Regions from separate parts of the Sus scrofa genome. Here regions 2 and 3 are each linked to region 1. The links are chromatin contacts, called in public Hi-C maps. All regions are on one chromosome and are shown on one strand. Each heading gives the region's core, a stretch centred on a gene start, on an enhancer-like site or on the middle of the called end of the contact. The rest is flanking DNA. Distances are from core to core; before and after follow the strand shown.

What was found. Hi-C and Micro-C count contacts between places; a contact is called where the count stands out from the background.
Region 2: a contact with region 1 is called in a Hi-C map of embryonic fibroblasts, with 2.2 times the contacts expected there. The contact joins the promoter of ACVR1 here to the promoter of CYTIP in region 1. A contact is called at or near these places in 4 of 47 Hi-C or Micro-C datasets (embryonic fibroblasts, fibroblasts and liver) and 1 of 2 datasets of contacts at active chromatin or transcription factors (alveolar macrophages).
Region 3: a Hi-C map of embryonic fibroblasts shows a contact between it and region 1, with 3 times the contacts expected there. The contact joins the enhancer-like site here to the promoter of CYTIP in region 1. A contact is called at or near these places in 4 of 47 Hi-C or Micro-C datasets (alveolar macrophages, embryonic fibroblasts, fibroblasts and 1 more).

The regions. Positions count from the first base shown.
Region 1 is chr15:64,418,979-64,423,124 of Sscrofa11.1, forward strand. It overlaps CYTIP (cytohesin-interacting protein), which reads right to left and starts at 2,328. Exons shown (of 9, transcript XM_021074749.1): 1 at 2,179-2,328; 2 at 567-677. The coding sequence starts at 569.
Region 2 is chr15:64,889,768-64,893,913 of Sscrofa11.1, forward strand. ACVR1 (activin receptor type-1) reads right to left here and starts at 1,886. Exons shown (of 11, transcript XM_001927798.7): 1 at 1,734-1,886.
Region 3 is chr15:64,764,023-64,768,168 of Sscrofa11.1, forward strand. All of the region lies in intron 9 of ACVR1 (activin receptor type-1), which reads right to left. LOC102166560 (a long non-coding RNA gene) reads left to right here. Exons shown (of 3, transcript XR_002339475.1): 2 at 1-1,038. Among named protein-coding and RNA genes, the nearest start is that of ACVR1, 130 kb to the right of the region's middle. Within about 2 kb of position 2,014, at least 14 of the 83 cell types and tissues checked have an H3K27ac peak or open chromatin away from gene starts, as enhancers often do. A contact at or near this core is called in embryonic fibroblasts, where this site is marked.

The DNA.
Region 1 (4,146 bases), core at 1,078-3,577:
CACACACACGGTAAATTTCCATTAGCTGCCTTACCCTGTCTTCATTATTAGAATATAAGGTTTGAGCTCAACTGCGCAGCCAATTTAAACTTGGCTTCTCACCAATGCCCTCTTTTCTTTTCTTATAATAAGAACCTTCAACTTTGTAGGTGAGCCTCTTCTATTTTTCCCTTCTTGCAATAATGTCACATTCCTGTATTTATTGGATCTTTCTATTACCAAAAATTGTCTGGATGTCACAAACTCAACATTTGCCTTGATAGAAGATATCCCCATCATCAAATCTACTGACTATATGATATCAGAAAAAGTAGAGGAGATATGATAACAAGAAGAACAATAAAAAGAGACCCACTAGCAACAAGTAGAAGTTCAGAATATTTAGGGAAGAATCTGAAAAGAGCAAACCAATTTACTCATTAAACACTTGAATTCTCAGCAACAATCCTGTGAATATTTTATTTATTTTATAATACTTCATTCAAACTCATTTACTTCCTCCCCTCTCCCACATCAAAGAAAAGAACAGAATAAGAATCAACTGCATATTTCAAAGTCAAACTTACCATAGAAGTTTAATTGGCAAATCTCTGTCAGCAATCCCTCCTGGTCTCCACACCAGAGCATGTGGGGTATCAGGGTATCGTCTAGTCTGCTCTAAGTGAATTTACAGCCCCCTGCAATGCAACAGGACACTGACATTCCAAAAAGGAAATTTGATCTCACCCTAACTCAGCTGCGCTCTTCATCTTTCCTGAAGGGGGTTCCCATCTATTTGTTTCAGGACAAAGACAAACTGTCTGCTGTCAAATACCTCACAAAGAGAGAGAGAAACCACAAAAATTCATTAATGCCTATGTGATTCTCAAGCTCTGTACAAATAGAAAATCAAGGTGCTTCATCCTGTAATGAATCAAGTAGCAGAAGAAACCATTTCTTATCTAGCGTTACTCCCAATTAAATGTTTCATATGTGGCTTTTATGGGGACTCTAAGCTTTCAGAGTTTCAAATGCTACTTACTATAATATAACTAGAAATTTTATCCCCTTGCTTTTGTTTTTAGATTAATAAGTGCAATTTATTTGGAAGGAACTTCCACAATTTTTTCTAAAAAAAATTTACGACTTTTAGTTAACTTCGTGCTATTCAGCTAAAGCCAAGCTTAGCTGAGCTTTTCTCTTAAACAAAACAGACATCATTTATGTGATTTATATTTTCAATAGGTAACCATATTAGTTTTCATCCACATAATGTTCATTTCCAATCCCTAGAAATGATTTCTAGAGAGAGCAAATTTGCCACACATACAGCAACTAGCATATAAATATGTATCATGGAAATTTTTCCACACAGAGAGAAAACGTCATGATTTGGTTTGGAAAACAAATCTTTTCAAAGTTGTGAAAAATAGGACATGTTCCTGCCTTGAAGGCAAGATCTGTCACTGATAGTCATTCTAGTTATTCTGCACCTGTAACCAGTTTTCCCTGAATTACCTTGAGATATTCATTGTGTGTGATCAGGTGAAAATATATTGTAACCTCAAAAAGAAAAACAAACAAACAGCAGCAACAACAAAAAACTTCTTTTTCTTGAATGTGTCCGTAAAGGGCAATCTTTCTTAATGGAAAACAGCTTTTGTTTTCCAAATCACATTTGAACTGTTAAATGATTGAGTTTCAAAAACTCAGGGCAATAAACACATTGGAAAACATTGCCACCTACGATTATCTATTGTGAGAGAGAATCTATTTTTTTCCATCATCAAATATTAAAAAATAGAAAAAGTAATCATACTTTTTGCCCACCTTCATATAAAAGAAACCCATCTTATCTTATGAGTCCCTTCTAACAACATTATAGTGTTTTCTGCCAGTAACTAGTCAAGGTTTTGTATTGTGTCTCTAAAACTATATATATACACCTTAGAAACCAGCTGCTACGGTCCATGTTCCCAATTGCCCATATGACACCCTCTAGCTCCTCTTCAGGATGTAGTATACTGTGTCCTCAGGGATCAACCTGCCTGCCCCCAAAGATTCTTCCATAGCTGACCAATAGCCTGCAATCCCTCTTACAGTGGCTGTAAGCATTATTAGGATCAATCCAAGTTTCATTTCTCCAGAGTCTTCTGCAAGGTCTTAAAGAAATCTTTCCGGTATTTGCTCTGTCCCTACCTCTCCTGCAGGGCTGGAGGTGTCTGGAAGAAGGCATTGAGAGCGGTGTGGCTGCCTTCTGGGAGCTTCTGGGCCAGCATGGAGCTAGAGGAGGGCACAGTGTGGGCAGCTGGAGGAAGAGGAGGAGGAGTAATTGTGTGCCACTGCAAACATGATATGGTGCCAACAAAAACACCATTCTTTTCCCCAAGAAATTCAAAGTGCTTTGCAAACATTAACTCATGAGCCCAAGTAGTCATGGAGCAATTATTTTATTATGCCCTTAAGATAACCACTGTAAGGAAAGTCCTGAGGAAAAAGAGTCTATTCATTGTTTCATTAGACCTCAGGTATTTATTGAGTACTTACTCTGTACTGGATACTGGGGGTGGACAAACAAGAAAGACAGCCAAGATCTATGCTCCTCCAGGCTCTTATGCTAGTCCATGCCCTCTTTTTGCCCAATCAGGGCACTAAGCACATGGCTATACTACTTAATGTACTTATTTACATTTTATTTTGCCCAAATTGTTTAATGGAATGTTCTCCATCCTTCAGAATGTCTATAATGTGCTAAGTGCTGAGCAAACGCACAAAAGAAAATTTCTCAACTTACCTGTAAATCTCTTTACGATGGTAGAAATTGGGAATATCCAAAGTGCGTTAAGACACCATAAACAAAGCTTTATTGTGAGCAATCCTAAATGTTTGTGGAATTACTGTAGGCAGACAAAAAGAGTTAAGATCATAGTATCATTCCAAGCAGTTTGTATAAATAATCTGGGTTTTTAAAAATGACTAATCATATGAGCAAGCATATTTGGTGAAGCAGAGAGCTTTTATCCATGGGTCTTTTTCTGACCTTTTTTTTTTTTTAAATTTTATGTGACAAAATGGCTGGGCAGATCTAGAAAATGACTTATGTTGTTTCTAAATACTTCTCCTTAAGCAATGGACTCCAGATATTTTAAGGTATATGGTTATCCAAGACTAACTGGACAAAAGACGTTGCTTTTTTTAAATGTGTCTTTCTGATGAATCAAAAAGAATTTAAGCTGCTGTGTCTTAAAGATGTAAGATAATGATTCTAGTCTGTCCTGGGAGTCACTAACCCAACCCCGTTTTGATGAAATCTAGGGGCGTTGCAAGTCTCACTCAGCAACTTACACATGTTTTGAAAGTCAGGGGGAATTATAACCCTATCTAAAACCCAACTTCCCTCCCTCATAAACACTTCCTTGACTAAACACAGTATAACAGAGGTATAATATTGATTTGGCACTCAAGTATGTTAGTTAACACACGTGTCGTGAAATTCAAGCTCCATATCTTAGTTAAATAGCATCCACACTGGGCCACAAACTACTAGTCCAGCCTCAGCCTCATGTCCCTATTTTTCTCAGTACAGCACAGATTTTAATAATTTTCACTAAATCATACTTATTAAACCCTCTGCCTTGAGGGCTACACACCACTGGTTCTAACGCAGGCACACATGCATTCTGTCCACCTGGAAAATTGTTCATTTTTCAAGACCAGATGACATCTAGTTTTTACTTCTCTAGTTCCCACACCAAGCTTATCACATATTTATTTAAACAGATGTGTAACTAAAACCTAAATATGTATAAATATATTCTTTCATATTTTTTAGCGACTAGTATTAAACTTTGTTGAATTTGAATTTCCTACAAAACATCACTATAGCACTTAATGAAGTTGGTAAGGTGATCAATTATACTTGGGTTTACTCTTCAGGTGAAGCACAAATGGGATTCTTAAAAACTTTTATTAAAAGAAGCTGTTAATAAAGAGAATACAATTAAATTATTAAGTTCAAAATTTACTATTTTTTTTTGAAAGGCGACAATAGCAATGTCAACACCATTGTCATTCAGCTTTTTACCCTTTAAATGATCCAGGATCATATTATACTCCAATTATCATAATGACACTGAAGAGAAAATGGTATACTTGTGGAAATGCCAC
Region 2 (4,146 bases), core at 636-3,135, 470 kb after region 1:
CATCTCTCCAGAATTTATCAGAACATCATTCACCACCTTTGAGTATTTTTACAAGGGGCGACAGTAGAAATTAGATTACCCAACACAATTCCATCAATCTAAGGCCTACACATCTCAGCCTCAAAAGCCTTGTTTTTTTAATCCCAGGGCAGAAAACAAAAACAACTGAATCATACACCACACACACACAAAAGTGATTTGGTCTTGGAAGCCAGGTGATTCAAGTCCTGTCCAGGCCTAAGATAGCCTCTTGAGCCTTGTGTCCCCATCAGTGAAATGCAGAGGACTCATACTTCATACTCAAGCATACTGTAAAAGTGGATGGAGAGGCCAGTGTATGAGGTCAGCACAAGTCTGGTGGTGTCTGCTGGCTGCCCAAGCCGCACCCCCACCCCCCACCGCCAGCCACCCACCTCCAGAGACAAGTGCCAGGACATACTATAGTGTTTCCATTTAAGGCCCGCCACTTGGATCAGCCCATCTCTTGAAATTTCTTACCACTACCTTTCCAGGAAGAATTTTTTTGGGGGGAAAGGGAGGTGGTATCTATTTTTTGCCACCGCCTTTCCTTGAGCTGTCAGAGCAGTCTGCATCTCTGGGACAGGATTCTTTTAAAACCACTGGGTTGATCTGTGTCTAAATGCCAGGGCTTCTTTTCGAAAATACAAAAAATCTCTATGAAACAAGTTTCTTTTCTCATCATCTAACCTCAATCACAGACACACACTTCAAAAAAGAAAGCAAAGAAAGCCCAATAAAATTAACATCCACTGTATTACTTGGCTACCTCTCTCCCAGAGCCGTATTAAGCACAACTTTTTCACCAAGACTTTTCCTCTGCTAGGAGGTTGAATGTTTTTTTTTCCCTAAGTAGCTTCCTCTATAGCTTCTCTCCCCTGCAAAGAGCGTTCAAAACTCCGGAGGAAAAGGGGGGTCGGAGCTGAGTGGGAGACAGATCTGGCACAAACTGGGCAGAGCTGAGATACTCAAGAACCCGACGGGTTAGTGAGTCCAACAGTCCGAGGCCCACATATATCAGCGCGCCCAAGGTTCTAGCCTCACTGTTTTGGTTACAGTGTTGAAGGAAGGGTTTTAAACTTGGCAAAGTACCGTGCAACATCTGTAACCACATTTGCCTTCTGGGGATCGGAAGATGAATCCCACATTCCTGGCTTTGAAGCTTTTTGAAACTGCAGCTAGGAAGAACGGAGGGAGGGAGGGCATTGAGCAGAGTTTATTGGCTGTCTCTCCAGCAGAAAATTCCTCTTGGAAGAGACGGATATTTTGAAGGTGGGGGGTGATTCGCCCATCCCTTTACTCTCTACGAAGCTCAGCTAGGAAGGTGAGCCCCGTGGCCAGGCGGCCAGATCGATTTACAAGTCAGAGGCGCACACCCTGAAGGAGTTCACTACATGCATATGCGCACACACATACATACATACATATACACACACACACACACACACACACACACACACACGACCACCCACTCCTTGCCTCTGCCCTCTCCCATATCCCACTGGCAGTTCAGGGCCACAGCAAGACAGTTTTTTTCCGCGGCTGCTTCCCCCACCAAGAGTGGATCGGCTTGGGGGAGAAAGGAATGAAAGCGAGGGGGAAGCACCGCTGACGCCCACCCTCCCACCCCCATTCCCTGCCCCTTCTCCTGCCTAGGCTCCCTCCTCCCACGGTCCTCCGGTCTCTGGCAGGGGCGGCCGGCGACCTGCCCTCACCTCTGGTCCCGCGGCGGCGGGGGGCTGAGCCGGGGAGGCGGAGTGCGAGCCAGCCGGGCGCTGCAGGTCGGCGCGGCGCGGGGCGGGGCGGGGCGGTGCAGCCGGCGAGGGAGCCCGGAACTCCGCGGGGCCGAGGGCGGGCGACCGGCCCCGAGCGGCGGCGGCGGCGGCGGCGGCGGCTGCGGCGGGCGGGTACGGCGAGCCGGTGCTGGGGGCCAGGGGCTTTCCAGCCCTGGGGCCGGTGCGGCTGGCCGAGGAGCAGCCTGGCAGAGACAGCGGCGGCAGCGGCAGCGGCAGCCACCCCGGGAAAAGAGCCGGGGGAGGGAGGGGAGGCGGGGTGAAGAGGAGGCGGAGGAGAAGGAAGGGGAGGAGGGCGGGCGGAATAAACTTCCCGAGGCGCTGCGGACAGGGCTGGGAGGACTGCAGCGGGCGGGGCGGGCCGGGTGGGGGCTGGCCGGGGGGCGGCGGGGGAGTCGGTCACTGAGAGTAGAAAAGTTCCCCCAGCGCCGAGGGGGAGGCTGCGGCGGCGGCGGCGGCTGCAAAGAGCAGGAGCGGGAGCGGGAGGAGCGGGAGGAGGAGGAGAAGGAAGTGGCTGCGGAGCGCTCGGCCAATGAGTGTCTGGAGCTGTGATTAACCAGGCAGCAACACATCATTTCCTCCCGGCGCGGTTCCAGGGAGCCGGGAGGGAGAGGGAAGGCGGCGGGGCGGGGCCGTTCCCGCGCCCCCTGCAGGCGCCCGGCCCGGGGCGAGCCCGCCGAGCCCCGCCGAGCCTGGCCGAGCCGCCCCCGGCGCGCCCCACGCTGTCTGGCCAGCCCAGAGGAGGCTGCGAGCGCGCCTCCCGCGGGGCTCCTTCGAGGCGGGGAGGCGGCGGGGCAGGCCTGAGCCGGGCTCCCGCGGCCAGGGTGGGAGGCAGAGAGGCCGCACGGCGGGGTGAGAGCCCAGGTAGGCGCGGGCGGGGCTGTCTGGACAGCTCCCGGGGGCGCGCGGGGTGGGCGGGCCGGCGGGCGGGCTGCCTCCCCGGCCCGGGACTGCGGGTTGCGAGCGGTTGGAGTCCTGCCTGGCCGACTGGATTCTCACAGAGAAGCCTCGGCATTCTCATCCAGGCCATTTCTGACCTGCCTTCAAATCCCCTTCCACTTTGCTCATTTCCCCTCAAGGTCTGGGGTTATGCAAGAGCTTGCCATTTTCGCAGTACACCTCCTTATTTAAAAAAAAAAAAAAAAAAAATGGGGGGGTACAGGGGCGGGGGTCTGCGGTAACCTACCGCTGTCCTAGGCGCCATGAGAGCTTACAGTGGAAAGGAAGGAACATTCCCCGCCACAGAGAGGCTGACAACCTCGGTCCTTGGATACACAAAAACACTCCAGTGTTCTAATATTATCCAGAGCATCAAAAAGGCATGCGAGGATCGAATTTTGCATGGTGCCTGCAGAGTGTAAGGAAAGCACCAGGCCATTTTCTCTACCCTCTAGAAGTTTAGAATGTATAACCCCATCACAAAGCCAAATATAAGCGTGAAACCAATAACTGGGAATACCATAAAGTATTTTTATCTCTGCAGGTTCATTCATGCAGCAGGCATTTACTGGGTGACTGTCTGCTGTACTGCAAAAGGTTGCAAAGAAAATGGAAGATCTGGTCCCTGCAGGTCAGGAGTTGACAATTTAATTAGAAACACAAAGCAAATATACATGAAACTGCTAGAAAAGAATACCTAGGTATTATATAAGCACAAAGATGCAGAAGGCTGGGGCATTTTTCCATAAGGGGAAGGGCTTTATGATTGGTGAGAAACAGGAGAAGAAATTCCAGGTCAATCAAACAAGAATCCTTGTATGTATCCTCCCTCTGTAGAACAATGTGACAGAGACCTAAGTGTCAGCCCTGCCACTTAAAAACTGTATGATCTTGGGCACGTTTTTAACCCAAGACACATTTTTAACGTGAGACAGGGAATATAGCCTGTCTCATGAGGTTTATTGTGTAGTTCAAATGAGATTACATACATGTGGGAACTTCCCAAGTTGTGTAAATATGCCTCAGTCCGGTCCATTTTTGGAGTCTTCAAGTTACTGACCTCTTCTTAGGAACCTTTATAGTATCCTCTAGGCTGTAAGCTCCCTGAGGGGAAGGACCAGGTTTGGTTATGTCTACTGTGTATCATCATCCCTAACAGAGTGGCACAGTAAAGGTTTGCTGAGTAAGTGAATAAATGAACTAATGAACCCTGTTATGCTTTCAACTGTTCCTTTTATCTCTTTATTATGTGGCTGGCTCAATGCAAAGCCCTCTAACTCAACCCTCTTGTGACTAAGGTTGTATTCCAGGAGACTCTCTGGGAGGATTCTGGGTAATTCTTCTGACCTTGTAACAGATGAACTGATTGAGTAATTGTGTGTGTGTAAAACAAGAA
Region 3 (4,146 bases), core at 764-3,263, 340 kb after region 1:
TAGATCACAGCCTGCATTTTCCTCAAGAAGAAACTGAGGGCCACCCAGGGAAAATTCATTGTTCCAAGTTCACAACTAACTAATGACATAGATGAACCAGAATCCATTTCCCGGATTCTATTCTGTAATCCCATCACAGTGGGGATTGCTCACTTCACGTTACACCATCTCTCTTCACTGCCCTGCAACTTGGTGGTCACATCCAACATCCAGGTAACAGGTGAGGGGAATGGAACCGCAGCAGCTACATCTATACAGAGACCTGATGTTAACAGTTAATTCCTAGAGAAATTATGAAACCCTTTAGAGATTAGAACATTACAACTAAAGACATTTTTAAAGAGGATTAGAATGGCTCATGTTTGACCTCTGAGAGGACTCTAAGTTAATACAGAGTTTCCTTCAGGGGTGGCATGTGAGAAAGTGGAATGTGGTTCACAGACAAATCTTTTTCATCTTATTAAATCACTGCGTATGTATTTTTATAGTTACCTTCCATTTAGTTCCATGGGATACTGGTTTTCCCATTTCCAATAGTGACATTAATTTCCTTTTAAAAAATATGTTTAAAAACCAATTTAAATGAAATGATTAAGAAAATAATGTTAGAAATGGCATCTGGATATGAAAAAAAATCATAAAGGTAGTACATGTATGAAAGAATCTTGGGAAACAATTTTCAAAGAGGTATTTTTTTCCTGGTAAGATTAAGATTCAAAAAGGTATATCTATTATTTGTGTTACTTTGCTTAACATTTCTCACAGGAGGATTTCAAACATGGTTTTTATGCCACAGCCCACATGGAAAACTACTAGATAAAAGGATGGAACTGCTCATGATAGAGGTGACAGCAGCCTAGGAGATTCCAATTCCCCTTGGCCCTGCCTCACTGCTGGAGATTTCAAAGAATCAGTACCTCAGGCGTCCCTTTAACCCAAGAGGGTGCACTCACTGAGAAGCCCTGACGTACCTCAAGGCAGGTTCTCTTTCTGAAACAGGAACAGAAATGAAAGGACAGCTCTGTTCCCTGCTAATAAGTAAGTACACATGTGACCGCAAAGACGTCATCCCGCCATCCCCATCACAGTTCACAGGCATAAGGAACTGAGCACATCTTTCAGAGTCAAGACCAACGGCATTGTCTGAAATCTGTTAATTCATTTGTTACTTATCATGGAAGTCTCCATGATGTAGTAGAGCCAACGTAAATGGTTACATATTGCTATATGGTTAGGCCCAACTGAAAATATTGATGATATAGTTGTCAGGAGAGGTTGAAGGGCCTAGGACAAATGCACAGCCATGCTCTGAGCTGAGCTATGACAAGACACCTTATATCTCACACAGCCCCAAATCTAGAGAGAGAAGCTCCACAAGGGTTCTAAGCACTTGCTAGTTGTGGAGGTCTCATGAGAAAAGGAGCATATCATTCATGGATGCTCAGGCCATTAGAAGGTGGTCATCATAGACATGCCTTGGTGAAGGGCAGCTCTTCAAGGCATATCAAGGAAAAATTTGCTTTAATAAAGTTTTGCTGGCTTCTCTGGCTATTTTGTCATGAGGTCACTGGACTGCCCCCCTCTGGTCTGTATGTTAAATCAGGGTTGTGAAATTCCAGAAATCAGTGGGGGAAAAAAATCCTTCCTTCTGACTCTGCCTCCTTATTCCTGCCCCCAACCACTCTCAGGAATATGGAGATGGAGTCAGAAGGAAGGATTTTTTTCCCCACTGATTCCTATACCTATAAATTGAGTGGTTGGGGGCAGGAATAAAATAATCAAACCTGAAAGGAATTATTTGAATGAATATTTTTAAGTTTCCCTGATATGATTCTTCCCTTTGTTCAAATCTTAATATACACTAGAGCAGTGAAATAAAATCATGAAACAATATCAGATATTAAGTTGCTGAAGAAAATAAGAGCTGTCATGGTTTCCGTACACAAGCCCATTGTGCTTAGGAACAGAAGCACATGCCGTTCCTTGGCAAGCCCAAGGACTTATCAGAAGAGGTTTTCCAAAGTATGTGTGCCAAACATAAGCTTGTTCTAACAAGTATTTCCTAGTCCCCACCCCATTAAGAGAGGCAACTTGGCCAGCAGGGTTTTTTTCTGTGTGAGATGCAAACACTTCTTGACATATTTCAACACTGGATTCCACCACAAAATAATCAAAGCCAGTCACAGTGAAATAATTTCCACATAGCCCTCCTGTGGGTGGTGAAGAGGAAACACGTGTAGTACCAGGGGATGCAGTGGCATAAAGAGAGGTGGGGAGAGGGCAGCTGAGGTCTGCAAGCAGCCACCATCACTCAGGTCCAGTGGAACAGTAACAAAACTCATGGCAATGGCATTGAGCATGTAGCATATGCCACACATGTGCTTGATGCTTTACATACATCTCTCACTTAATCATCAGAACCCTTTAAAGTGCATACTGTTATTGTACTTTTTGGATGATGAAACTGATGTGACTGAGTCAGAGGCTGATTCCAGAGCCCACAGTATTAGTGATAACATTTCACTGCCTCAAGCGGGCCCAGAAGAGGCACCATCCAGCTGCACAGAGGCTGCTGCCGTTGACACAGGCCTCTGTGTGCTGTGTGATAGCCACATGGAGAGCCACAGCAAGCAAAGAAACACCTCACAACACGTTGTGTAAGAACCAAACACAATAATGGAACATGTGTCCCGTCGTCTAAATGCATTTGCTGGTACAATCTGGGTACACTGCCTTTTCAAAAGCTCCATATAGAGATTCCTCAAAAAAGTAAAAATAGAGTTGCCATATGATCCAGCAGCCCCACTCCTGGGTATATACCCAGACAAAACTATAATTCAAAAAGATACATGCACCCTTCTGTTTAATGCAGCACTGTTTATAATAGCCAAGACATGGAAACAACCTAAATGCCCATCAATAGATGAATGGATAAAGAAGATGTGGTATACACACACACACACACATACACACACACACACACACACACACACACACAAAATGGACTATTACTCAGCTATAAAAAAGAATGAAATAATGCCGTTTGCAGCTACATGGATGGACCTAAAGATTATCATACTAAGCAGAGCAAGTCAGAAAAAGATAAATACCATATGATATCACTTATATGTGGAGTCTAGAATATGACACAAATGAACTTATCTACAAAACAGAAACAGACTAAGACATAGAGAACAGACTTTGTGGTTGCCAAGGGGGGGGAGGGAAGGACTGGGAGTAGGGGATTAGCAGATGTAAACTAGTATATATAGGATGGATAAGCAACAGTCCTACTATATAAGACATTTAAATCACAGTGAGGAGTTCCCGTTGTGGTGCAGCAGAAACAAATCCAACTGGTATCCATGAGGATGCAGTCAATCCCTGGCCTCACTCAGTGGGTTGGGGACCTGGTGTTGCCATGAGCTGTGGTGTAGGTCACAGATGCAGCTTAGAACCCGTGCTTCTGTGGCTGTGGCATAGGCCAGCAGCTGCAGCTCTGATTTGTCCCTAGACTGGGAACTTCCATATGCCTCAGGTGTAGCCTTAAAAAGCAAAAAAAAAACAAAAACAAACAAACAAAAAAAAAACCACACACACAATGAAAACACTCTGGGTAAAAGTCCATAGTAGACTGAGTCCCATGCTGCTGAATGATGCCACACTCAAAGATGTTGTAAAGGAGGGGCAGTGAAAATTGTTTTATTTAGTTTTTAAATCCAAAGCAGATAACCATAGCATTAGAGCAACACAACTCTGAACATTTCTGCCTACAGGGATCCAGACAAAGTAGCACACTGAAGGCTGAGGGCCCAGAGAAAGGACCTCTAATCTCAAGAGGGAATGAGCTGCAGGATGACTGGATGGGGCCAGTGCAGGTTTTTATTCAACCAAAGCCAATGGCATGAGTGCAGAGTTATGATGTACCCATTTATCTATGAAATACACACATCAGATTCTATTGTCACACCACACTGAACAACCCAGGTAACCAAAAACCAGCGTGTCTGGAGAACTATTCAAAAAAAAAAAAAAGGAAAGGAAAGGAAAGGCTGCCAAAGTAGCAAAAATCTAGAAAGGCCAAGGCCTACTTACAAGCCTCTTAAGAAGCAATGGACCCCTCTTCAGCCTGGAAGATAGAGCAAG